2 separate regions of the Mus musculus genome follow, and region 1 is linked to region 2. The links are chromatin contacts, called in public HiChIP or PLAC-seq maps. All regions are on one chromosome and are shown on one strand. The core of a region is the stretch at or near the end of the contact, and the rest is flanking DNA. Distances in the headings are between cores, read along the strand shown.

Evidence for each region. HiChIP or PLAC-seq counts read pairs in DNA pulled down with a chosen protein or histone mark.
Region 1: a contact with region 2 is called in an H3K27ac HiChIP or PLAC-seq map of bone marrow-derived dendritic cells, with 9 times the contacts expected there. The contact joins two enhancer-like sites. A contact is called at or near these places in 3 of 484 Hi-C or Micro-C datasets (bone marrow-derived macrophages, female germline stem cells and muscle stem cells), 4 of 115 datasets of contacts at active chromatin or transcription factors (T-cell acute lymphoblastic leukemia, bone marrow-derived dendritic cells, embryonic basal ganglia and 1 more) and 1 of 9 other capture datasets (embryonic stem cells).

Annotation. Positions count from the first base shown.
Region 1 is chr16:93,284,119-93,290,100 of GRCm38.p6, reverse strand. No RefSeq gene overlaps it. Among named protein-coding and RNA genes, the nearest start is that of Gm30588, 25 kb to the right of the region's middle. Within about 2 kb of position 2,375, at least 20 of the 459 cell types and tissues checked have an H3K27ac peak or open chromatin away from gene starts, as enhancers often do. A contact at or near this core is called in bone marrow-derived dendritic cells and bone marrow-derived macrophages, where this site is marked.
Region 2 is chr16:92,673,921-92,680,386 of GRCm38.p6, reverse strand. All of the region lies in intron 4 of Runx1 (runt related transcription factor 1), which reads left to right. Among named protein-coding and RNA genes, the nearest start is that of Gm30224, 81 kb to the right of the region's middle. Within about 2 kb of position 4,501, at least 56 of the 459 cell types and tissues checked have an H3K27ac peak or open chromatin away from gene starts, as enhancers often do. A contact at or near this core is called in bone marrow-derived dendritic cells and bone marrow-derived macrophages, where this site is marked.

The DNA of each region.
Region 1 (5,982 bases), core at 1,126-3,625, 610 kb before region 2:
GTGATGCAGTGTCCTACATACCTACATCTTCCTACCTGTGTCTGAAAATAAATGCTTGTGTCTTGAGTCCATCTAATGGCACGCTATGTTGACTTTGAGTTGTGACTCTGGGTACATTGGAGATGTTCACTCTATACGCTCATGGGAAAGTTTGAGGGAAACCAGGAAGATACTGTAGGTAAATACCTCTTTAGTCCTCCCACAACTGAATAAAAGATTTTTACTGAATACCAAGCTCCCAAACAAACTTGAATACAGTCTTTCTTTCTTTCTTTCTTTCTTTCTTTCTTTCTTTCTTTCTTTCTTTCTTTCTTTCTTTCTTTCTTTCTTTCTTTCTTTCTTTCCTTCTCTCTCTCTCTCTCTGTCTCTCTCTCTCTCTGTCTCTCTCTCTCTCTCTCTCTGTCTCTCTCTCTCCCTCTCTCCCTCTCTCCCTCTCTCCCTCCCCCCCCCTCTCTTTCTTTGGTGGTGTTGTAGATGGATACCTAGTGTTCACACACATGCCAGGCAAATGCTCTACCACTGAGCTATATCCCCACACCCCAGCCCTTAGAGCCACTCTTTGCAGAAGCATGTAACTATAAGTTAAAGTATGCCCCTTAAAAATACCAATAAAATGTAATGAAACTATTATATTTTAAGTAGCAGCAAAGCACTGTTTTTTTCTAGGAATAAAAATGGAAAGCTATAAGCAGCACTTAGGAAGGAGAGTGTGGGACTCTGATTAAAGAACACGAAAAACCAGAAGCTTGAGCAGGGGAATAGCTCATGATGTCAAGGAGATTCTGGCGTGTTGTAATCCATCATATGAAGATGCCAGGGTGCTGGGCAGTGGTGGCGCATGCCTTTAATCCCAGCACTTGGGAGGCAGAGGCAGGTGGAGTTCCAGGACAGACAGGACTACACAGAGAAACCCTGAGATGTCAGAGCAAAATCTGAGCCCAGTTCCAGAGTCCCTATTATCTATCTGAAGCTTGAAAACAACACTAATTCATTTGGGGAAAAAAAACTATAAGAGAGTAGTCAAGACTGCTCTAAAGTCACAATGAGATGTGAGGAGACAGTGACAGGGAGCACGGGCGAACCACATTTTAAATGGTTTTAACATTATCTGCAGTGTTGGATAATTATCCATCTGAACCTGGATAATGAATGTACACATTTGTTATATAGGGTACTCCAGAAATCACTCAAGACTTAAAGGGAATGCAAATATATAGAACCTTATATACACAAATGTGGCATTCCATCCATAAATTAAAAAATAATTCAATAAATCATGCCCATATGATTTACTTCTATTTGGATAAAAAAAAAAAAAAAAAAAAACTACAGTCATTGCCGAAACAGGAGAAAAAACTTCAAACAGATGACCAAGTTAATTAAATGATCCTTCTAGAGCCTGGAAAATATTTACACACACACACACACACACATACACACACACACACACACACACACACACACACACACACCACACACACACGTATAATCAGAGGTAAAGTAAAAGGAAAGACCAGTGAATTTAGCGTAAGTGATACTTAAATGTTGAAACTTTCCCCATGATCCAAGTCCTTCGAGTAAAACTCCAAGATAAATGATGCCCACCCCAGAAACAGTACCTTCAAACACACAAAATAAATGATAACTCTCTTTGACAAATGTATATGACACACATATAAAAACATACAAAACAATATAAAGTAAAAAGCAATCTATAGAAAAAATATGTGGCAAATAGATAATTAGCACACACGATTAATAGTTCTTAGTACAGAAGAGGCCAGAGTAAAGCAAGATGCCATTGCTTCTAGTCAGTCAGTAAGAATGAACTGTGTCACAACAGTAAAGCAAGGAAGCTAGGGCCACACTTCCTCCTTTTATAGCTTCAGAGGAAGTAGACAGAGTCCCAAAAGAAGTCCATCAATCCTTTCTAACGGCAGCTCCCTAGCATCCCGTCACCTTTCACCTTGGAGCCCCACCCCCAATTCCCTCTCAACATCTCCACTGTGAGGTCCAAGGTCTCAGCCTGTGAACCTTTGAGGACACCCTCCTTCCACACCAAGGCCATTGAGAAGCATCTTTCTTAGGTGGGTGTAAACATCTTAGTCTGTGTGGAGAATCTGGCTACAGATTTATATACACATCCAGTTAGCAGCTTTCTGTCCTAACTGGCCAAGCACACATGACCAAGGGTCCAATGTATTATAGTCTAAGAAGTTGCCTGCCCAGGGACATTGAAGACCAAGGTATATGGCAAAAGGGAGAAAGTAGATAAAATTAACTCCCCCCTTCTATTTTTGTGTCATAATGAGTTTGGTTAGGGCTGCTTACAGTAGTATGACAGACTTACAAGTGGCTACATCACCAAAGAAAGTTTCTCTTCCTCTCCCAGCAACACTTAACTGACTAACTCTTCAGGAAGGGAGGGGCCTTGTGAGCGCCTCCCCCATCAGTGGCAGGATTTCTATGGACCCAATTTTATACAGATCTCGGGTAGATTACCAAGCCCACACTACTGTAGTATCTATGCCACTTGACATGTGTACCAGCCATTATGATATCCTGGCACATACTAACTCATTGACTATTGGCACTAAGTCCTCCAAACAGCGACCATGAGTGGTCCCACTGTGTATCAGAGGGCAGGGGATACATTAGACCTACTTCTTCCTCAGAATACCAGACAGGATGCAGGCACAGGGCAGTCTCCGAGGGTGGGAGTTGGAGGAGTAAGTAATCCTATGGATGGATTGCCTCTCAGCCATTCTGAGAAGGGGTGGGCAGGGTCCCCAGAAAACTGGGGCTTTCATCCTCTCCTGCTTCCTTTAGTCATTAGAACCCTGTCTCCTAATCAGCATCAGCATCATCGTTGGTATCTTTACCACAGTCATTCTGCACTGCCCCAGTGACATGGGTCTAACCCGGCTGGGGTAAGACAGCCCATTTAAAAACAGTCTCTGAATGTGCTAGCACTCCATTTTTTGTGTGTGTTGGCTTTTTGCGGTTTGGGAAAAGAACCGATTATCAGTGTTATTGTCTGTTTGGAAAATGCCCTTTGAGAACAGGGACAGTTAATGGCTGCTTCCCACTGAGTCCAAGAGATGGTGCCAAGTACCCTGTGGGCACACAGAAAATATTAATTGGTGTTGATTTCCTGACTTATTATTTGAATATGTTAAATTGCTCTTGAGAGGCTTCCAAAGAGTTAATATGCTACCCTGATACATGGCTCACACAGGGAATGCTTGATTCTGGAGTGTTCTGTGGCTCTTTGTGATGTGTGTTCGCTTTGTAACCTTGACAGATATACACAGGAAGGTGTGGGGTAACTTTTAATTACAAAAAAAAATACAGAAAATACTTTATGTTCTTCAACTTCCATACCAACTCGAAAGCAGCAGGCTTATGCTGGTTCCACAGGGCTTTGAGAAATTAACGGGATCTCTTTTATCAGTACCACCACCAAAAAGGCTTAAATGGCCCAAATGCATCCAATTTAATCACTCTCCCCCCTGCTTCACTTCTAGAGTACTTCAGCATACAGACAGAGGATTATTTTATATTGAGGGCTTAAGTTACTGGGAAATAGTTTTCTTTCTAAACCCAAACACAGGAACTCACAGTTATTCATTTTAAAATAGGGAGCAGTTTGGACATTTCTTTGCCACAAGCTCCTGAGAGACTCCAGAATACACAAGGCAGATTAATACAGTGGTACAAATGAGACTCCCTTGTCATCACTGTTGTAGCAAAAGGTTCTCCTTCCAGCTCTGTGGACTTCTGGGAGCTAGGAGGGAGGGCTCTCCTGGGCCTATATGCCTGGGAAGTTGTCAGGCAGTTAACAGTGAGATCAAGTCGAATTTGAGCCAAGAGTGGACTGTTATTAAGAGTAAGGCACAATCTAAGTTCACATTCATCTCCAGAGTTGTATAAAGTTTGAAATGGGAAAGTTTTCAGGTTTTGGAGGTAAAATATGACTCATGCCACCCATTGAGCCATATCCTGTATTAGGCTTTGTTTGTTTGTTTGTTTGTTTGTTTTTGTGCTGTGATCAAACCCCTGATAGATGCAACTCAAGAGGTTGTGGGTCACAGTATGAAAGGATATAGTCCATTGTGGCAAGGAGGCTTCATGGCAGGAAGATGTGTCTTCAATCAGTGCATGGAAATAAGACAGGAAATGGGCGGGACTATAAGAAGTCAAGTCCCACCACCTGTTCCCACTTCCTTCAGTGAGCACATGTAGAAAAAAGAGAGGAAGTGGGAGGAGCTACAAGAACTCAAGGCCCGCCTCCTGTGCCCACTTCCCTCAGTGGGCCTCCCCATCAAGTTTCCACAGCCTTCCCAAACAGTGCCACTCTAGGGAACAAAGCGTCTCAGTGCAGGAAATCTATGGGAAACATTTCTCATTCCGGCTACAGTAGAGCCCAGCAGGGTTCTCAACACAATCACAATTATTTCTATTTTGTCAATCATGTGTCAAAATGGTGAGGTATGGATCATAAATAGCAACGCGTTCCTTTGGAACAGATTTTTGTCCCCAAATGGATTAGCACACACAGGTCAATTTCCAGCAATGTGTTGATCTCGGCATTGTCATAAAGGGCCATTGCTCTGAACAGTTAAGGTCTAAAATGTTCCCACCACCAACAGAACGGCAAGGCTGAGCTGAATCACAAAGCCCCAGCATATTTTAGAAAATGCCACGTAATTCTGTCCTGTGAACGAGTTTGTGTTTTGTGGTCATGATTGGCTCAAGCCTTTGGAAGCTCTATTCAGAAGAGCCAGACTCCATTGTTGTCTTGGAATGTATCTTTAGCCATATTAATTTTTAATTTCTGCTTTAGTAATGTTAAGCTAGTAAAAATTTGGAAAACAATGCTTTAACAGAGGAGAATCTGTTCACTCTTTGCACCTTTTTTCTACAAATACATGTATTCTACTTAGTGTGGAGAAGGGTCTTGTTTTTAATTAAAAAGTCTGTGTTTTTGTATATGTTTTGCATTTGTCATTACTTTCTGCTGGTTAAAACAATTTCTTCTGAAACCAGATTTAACACAGCACTCTTCCACTCTCTGGGGAAGGGGGGGGGGGAGGACCAAAGTGCCAAGAAAACAATGGAAACGTGTGAGCTTAGACATAGAAATAAATGAATAGATTATATATTAAATAAATTATCATTGAACATACAGAAAAGGATGAATGTCTTTAGGGTGCAGGATACAAAGAATGAGTTCAGAGAGAGGGATTTTGTCTGAAGAACAAGTATTGACATTGATAGAAAAGCCACGGCCACTGGATTTCTGAAGGATGAGGGGTTAGACATCATTCATTGCTTTGAACTCTGACACAGGAAGTATTTCATTTTGAGAAGCAGACCAATTTTCCCTAGCATTTACCCTCTTCTGTCTACAAAGGTCTAGTGTAAAGCTTCTTTAGCAAGATGTTAGATAGTATTCCTGCCACAGTCTTCTCCATTGCTCCAAGCATTGACATGTTTGTAGCTTTGGTGAGGGCCGGGCAGGAAGTGGTGAGGGCTGGGCAGGAAGTGGTGAGGGCCGGGCAGGAAGTGGTGAGGGCTGGGCAGCAAGTGGTATAAAACTTAGTCCAGTTCCAAAGAAGAAATGAGACCGGTTTCTAGGCCTGTGGTAGCACCCTACTTTGTCAGTTCCCGACTGAAAGGTGCTCTGGGATAACATTTGCTTAGACTTGGGGAGAGGAGGAGCTAAATTTGGGACTGGACTCTGAAGACGCAAGCGTGTGCAGCTGGCTTCTAAAGTTTGCAGATAGCTTGCTGCTTTGCGTGCTTTAGTGACATTTCCTAAAAAGAAACCATGTAAGGCCAGATGACATCTATCTAGGTCAAGACCTTTAAGGTAACTGGCTATTGCAGTTTTTCATTTATTATGTGGAGCGAAGAAAAAGGGGTGCACGGAGAAGTTATGCTTCCGTTCCACCATCTTGTGTGAGCCATGATAGCGAG
Region 2 (6,466 bases), core at 3,252-5,751:
CGGGCACTGAGATTTTAGATTAGCAATGGGAGAGAGGAAATTAAATATGGACTGTAATATGAAGCACTGTTTTTCATGGGAAAAGAAGTTCTCCCAACTTAGCCAGTCCAACTCTTTTGTCCAACCGTTAATAGCATGCAAATATTTATGAATCATACATGCCCCTTCTAATTCCCGTGTGTATTTTCACAATAAACAGTGCGTTTCGACAATGGGGCAGAATAATCCCTTTGTCCCGTAGCAGAGCTGTGCAGGCTGGCACCCGGCAGCATCGCATTCTTCCCGAGTGGTAACTGCTGTCTCCACCCAAGCTTAGGGGAGGTTTATGTCTGTGTGACCCGGGTGGACGGGCTCTGGACGGTCCTCCAGGCAGTGCTCCAGGCCACCCCGTGTTACTAGAAGCTATTCTTATCTCATTGTTTTTAATAATTTTCAAGGGAGTGCTCACACTTGGGTCTTCTCTGGTGGACACAGAGAGTTGATGTGCACTGAGGTTTGCTGCCACCTCTTGCTGCACCGTTGACTTCTATTCTGGCCAAATTCCTGGACTCCGGGTCACACTAAAGCCACCTGATTCCTCTGATTCATCGCAATTCCACAGAAACACGTATCTCTTCAGAATGATTCGGCGGGTCTTTGGAAGGCGGTGTGAGGGAGGCTGAGAAGTGCTCAGGACGCCCTGAGATGTGTGAGCCTTGGTTTTTCCTCCTGTGTAGTGGGCATGGTGGTGCCTTTCACTCAGGCCTCACAGGGTTGTTGTTAATAATAATAGCAATAATAATAATAATAATAATAATAATAGCAAGATGGTGTACTTATGAGGAGACTTAGGAGACGAGGCATGGCGGCTCTTTCTACTGAAGGGTGGGATTGTTGGAAGAGAAGGGAGGAGATGACAGGAAGTTAGGGAAGGAGGTGCCCCTCCTACTGCCTCTCATCCACGACAGGGGACTTTTATCCCTTTGTTCTGCTAAGGACCTGATAAAACGGAGGCGTCACAATTACTCATAAATCAATGCATGCATAACAGTAATAAACAACTAATCATTTTCAGGGCCCAGTCTGGGCCCTGTGTGTTGTGCATATGCAACCTACCTCCCTTCCCTGTGTCTGTTTGCTTACCCCGTCTCCTAAAGGCATTTAGGGAGAGCATTTCATTCATTCATTCATTCATTCATTCACTCATTCATTCTTCTCTTTTGCTTTTTTGGAAACAGAGTGAACACTGTTCAGCCCAGGCTGGCCTGGAATTCACAGTGATCCTCCTGCCTCAGCTTGCCATGTCCCCGTTCATCTATTTCTTGATTCATCATCGCACATCTGCTGTGCACCTATTGTGTCGGCTAGCACTAGAGGACCGTGAGTCCGCTGAAGAGGCGTTCTCAAGGTCAAGGGTTCATGAGGGGCGACAGTGAAGCAGGCCTTCACTGTTCTGTGTAGACGTCTCTGTGACAAAGGACAGGTGCAACGGGGGCAAATACAAGTTGTGTGTAACCTAGCGAAGGGCAGATGGTTTCCCCGGGCAACTCGTCGTCTCTCTTGAAACCTATGGGAGGCAACAGAGTGTGCATTTGGCGGGGGTGTGGGGGCGCGCCTTGTCTGTCGAGGAACCAAGAGATACGAGGGTGGCCTGCTCTGGAGGCCTTGGCATACAGGGGGCTGAGGATGCTTTAAGGGCCTTGACATCCATCCTGGGCACTAGGTCTGATGCCAGTGACCTGGCGAGCAGCCAACAGATCCTTGGCAGAGACGTACATCGACACACAGGTGTGGTGCACAAACTTAGACTGCAGTGTGCAGAGTAGGGAACTTGTTTGGGGGTCTGGGGTGCTCAGAGACCAGTCTTACTAGTGTCTCCTCTCAGGCAGCCTCAGATCTGTGCATGGAGAGCTCGCAAATAGCCCCATTTAGCATTAGCGCCCACCTCAGGCTGGTGTCCAGCTTTCCTCTCTTCCATTAGCATCCAGTCCACCTGCCCTGCCTCCTTTCAGAGCAGCAAAGGTTCAAGAAGATGCTGAGCAGGAACTGCAGACCCCAACACTCCCCTCCCTCCTGAATGCCCACACCCATACCCAGACTCCCTGCTGCTCCTGCCCAGGTTGCTGTGGGCATGATGCTCTAGGCCACAGGTACAGGCGGGGGATTAGTCAGGCAGCCTTGGGAAGCCACCTTAGGCTTTTTCCCTGCATGGCCCCTACACAAGGCAGATAGACCAGCACAGCCTGGGGAATCTGGGCATCTATCAACGAAAGAAGTCGCTGAATGGAAGGACAGAAGAGCACGCGGCCTTAATCTAAAGAGACTCTTGTGCAAGTCTGGGCTAAAAACAGGCTAGTCATCTGAGATAATGTGGGGCTAGGATTCCAAGTGAGTAAGACAGGAGAGAACATGCAGCGTGAAGAAAGAAAGCAGAGTCCCTGGGACTCTCTTGGTGCTTTGGTGGGGTGGGCAAGCGATATAAGTGTCTGATCCAATTTTAGGATGTTTCCCAAGATGGCAGAATCTATAGACATCTCCTTACCTTATTAAAATGGGCACAGGTATAGCATTTGTGTGCAATCCCCTCTCTCTCCTCTTCTGTATCTAGTTTGTGTCATCTCAGAATGACTTTACCCTACCTGTCGCACAGCAGATGCGTATCTCTGTCCTGTATGTTTGAGCGGTGGTGGGCCGGACCCTCAGAGACAGAGACAGGACCCACTGCGTTCATTTTTTCCCTAAGGTTGTTTTCAACCCAGCACATCAAGTACAGCCATGCTTCCCAGGCAGGGGCAGCCATCGCTGAAAGTCGGCAGAACTCGTTGATTCACTTTTTCAAGCTTGTATGTGTGTGTGCACATGTGTGTGCAGGTGTGTATGTGGAAGCAGCAGCTGCTGTCCACACTCTTTCATCACTTGGGATTTTTTTTTTTTTTGAGGAAAGGTCTCTGACTGAACCTGGAGTTCACCATTTCAGTTGGCAGCCCCCCTCCCCCAAATCCATTTGTATCAACCCCCAGGAATAGGGTATAGGTGCCTACTGCCCACTGGCATTTGACACAAGTGCTGGGCGTCCAAACACAGGTCTTCATGCTAGTGCAGCAAGCACCTTATCTACTGAGCATCTCCCAGCCCATCAGCCCTCCTTTTTTTGTTTTGTTTTTGTTGTTGTTGTTGGGTTTTTTTTTTTGGTTTTTTGTTTTTTTATTTTGTTTGGGTTTGGTTTTTGGAGCTTTCTCTGTGTAACATTGGCTGCCCTGGAACTCACTCTGTAGACCAGGCTGACCTCAAACTCACAGAGATCTGCTTGCCTCTGCCTCCCTAGTGCTGGGATTAAAGTGGGGTATAAGCGCCCTGCTCTATTTAATTTAAATAACATTAGAACAAAAGACACAAATAGGGTCCAAGCCCAGCCCCTGAGCTCTACTGAGTCACTTCCAGAGAACTCCAGAGAATGTCACACATGGCTTTCCCATTCTCCAAGTGGATGGCTCACTCTCAAACTGCTGGTCACTCCGCACAACCAGGCAAAGGTTGTTTCTATGGAGAACTGAGTTCTGTGCTTCAAGTTTTCAGTTAGGCTCTTGAGGCTTGGACGTTGGCCAAGAGCAGAGACTCTGGTCTGCATTCTGCCTACATGGACACAGACAGGACAGGGTCAGGCCAGCTGGACACAGGGGCTCTTCGCACGAATATCAGTCAGCCTACAGAAGCTGTGCAAGTCCAATGGGTTGTGTCCTGCCTATAAGTCCCTAAGTAAATTATGCAACTCTACCGTCAACAGATCATGGTGGAAATAGCAAGAGGAAGGGAAATGGAACGGACACACGTGTAAGTGCCGGCTGTTAGGAAGCACCGGTGGGAAAATAAGGGGGGAAATGCTAAGTGCATGCTGGGAATATCCTGCAAACACAGAAGTTATCCCTGGAATCTGGGGGAGAGCATTCATTTCCTTGGAAAAAAAAAAAGTCCCCAACCGTGTGTGTGTGTGTGTGTGTGTGTGTGTGTGTGTGTGGTTAGGCTTGCACATGTGTACACATGTGTGGATCTCAGAGGACAATTTGTGGGAACCAGTCTCCCCTTTTTCAGTATAGGTGCCAGGGACTGAACTCAGGTGGCTGGGCTTGGCCGCAGGCCTCCACTCACTGAGCCCTGTCGCTGGCCTGGGTGCGTGCATTTCCATGCTCAGAGTTACTTGTACCCAGAATTGGACATGGCATAATCTACGGTCCCCTGTAACCTTGGAGAATCTTCGGGGATTTCCTGAGTTTGTGAAGAGCAGACCTCCCTCCCAGCCCTTCCTGGCTGTTTTGATTTTTCAAAGGCAACATTTTAAAAAGAAAGTTTCCTTCCACTTGCTTTGGGGTGCCTAAAGTAGCAACTGTGCAGAAGGTTCCCTCAGAGAGACACAAAGAGAGGGATGTTACCGGTACTGCTTAAGGAAAATGGCTACCCCACATCCCCCGGGCAGAAGATCCTTTGCATGTGTAATCTTCCTTTTCGTGACAAAGGGCAAGTTTCACATCCCCAGAAACAGTCCCCAAAAGGAGAAGATGACTCATGTGTCCCAACCTACACCAAGGAGAATGAGAGTTACGGAGCCACTGAGAACGGGGGGTGGGGGGTGGGGATAGAGCAGCCCACCCACAGGCCAAGAAGGGCAGCGGGCTCCCAGCAAGAGACTGGAGGCCAACGGGCTTGGAGGGCGGGGCAGGGGTCAAGCTGGAATGTAGTGATGTTTAGAGCCTGGGCAAGCAGTGATCTTCAGCCACCTATCTTCTTGCTTACTTTTTGCTTCCTGCCCTCAGCCCTCCTAGGGGAAGCCATATACAGTGTTATAGTATCTTGATCCTGCAGTTTAGTCATTTGCTACATGCAAAGGGAAGCAGTGTGTCTCAGGCTAGACAGAGAGGCAGGGTCCTGCTGATTCTGTATTAGACCCCAGGGCTGTCAGTGTCCACCACTGAGTCCTCCCCTGAGGCCCTGGGACTGCCTGGCCTTGCAAAGCATGCCCCACAGCCCCAGCAAGTGTCCAGGAAGGCTCACCCCGTGACCTTCTTTCCAACTAAATAAAGCAGTTCGTATTTTGTTCTGCCCTTTGGATGGGCAGACTGGCGTCGAGGAGGACGCCACATGTTGCTGTCTTGGCTTGTTTATATAGTGGATCAGCCCCTCGCTGTCATGCCTTAAAGGGTGGCCAGCTGGTGATGCAGCCATGAACCGCCAAGTTCAAGTAGAAATCAGTCTGAGCAGCAATTCTGACACCTGTTGAGCGTTCCTCCTCTTCCCCAATTCCTCCCCCATCAGGTGTCCTTGGGCAGCTCACAAAAGCTGTTACCACTTTGTATTTTGCAGAAGAGAAAGCTAGGGCTGTGAGACAGTAACAAAGTTGCCCTTGAGTATGACTGTACAGGCAACGAGTGGGATTCGAACACGGGTATACTGGGTTGCTGAGCTCTCACACTTAGCCCTCTCCCTATGTACTTCCAGCTCTGGAATGTTCTGAGCAAGCTTTGTCTCTGGATGCTTGGCTGAGTCCAGACTTCCCCCTTCTTCCCCTGGTCTTTCTTTTTTGATGCTCCTTCCTCTTGCCTTCAGCCCTCTTGTCACTCCTGTCAAATATCAGTCCTCTGGGATCACAGCCATCCACTGAAGCTGATGCGGCGGGTTCCTTCAGTACCAGGAGCAGAATAAAGATTTCGAGGCTTCCCCCTCTCTGTCGGCCCTCTCACTGGCTGGATGATTCAGAGCATCAGTGGCTTACCGCTTGCCCCTCTACCACCAAAAGCCTCTGCCTCCAGCCAATGCCCCTGATCAGCACCAAAGTGATCTATGTCCTGGCCAGCCAGGGTTTCTGGGAAAGCGGGGTCTCCCATCAGGCAACAGACTAAAACATGAAGTCTTGGACAGCCCAGTCTCTCTGCCCTGCCTTAGACCCTGAAGATCCCAGGAAAGCGAGTGTTATTTTGCTGACCGGTACTCCTCTAGGTCGGTCCCTTGTGAGTCTCTCCTCTCCTGGCGGCTGCAAGTTACGGCGGAGAAAAACACTTGAGAGTGTTTCACTCTCCACGCCCATGTACTTAAAATACCAAGCCCATAGGTCATTTTAATAAGGGAATTTGGCTAACAACACATGTGCGCTGGAGGCCCTAGCTCCCACGTCTGCAGGTGCTGGCCAAGCAGGGCTGTGTCTGAGCAACCACGGGCCTGGGTGGGTGGAGAGCAGAGCTTGCAGCTTCTGTAATTCTGAGCACCGAGATGTGCCTCTGGCTACCTGGAAGCCGTTGTCAGGGACGGGCCTAAACCCAGCTGGAAAAATACAAACAAGAATGGAGGTCAGGTTAGAACCAGGGTGACAAAAAAGTCACCATGGTCTATAGATCATAAGCAGATGTCCTTGTACTCAAAGCTCTTACCAGGACTGGGGAGGTGGCTCAGTTGGCAGAATCCTGGCAGCACAAGCAGGAGGTCCCGAGTTCTATCCCTA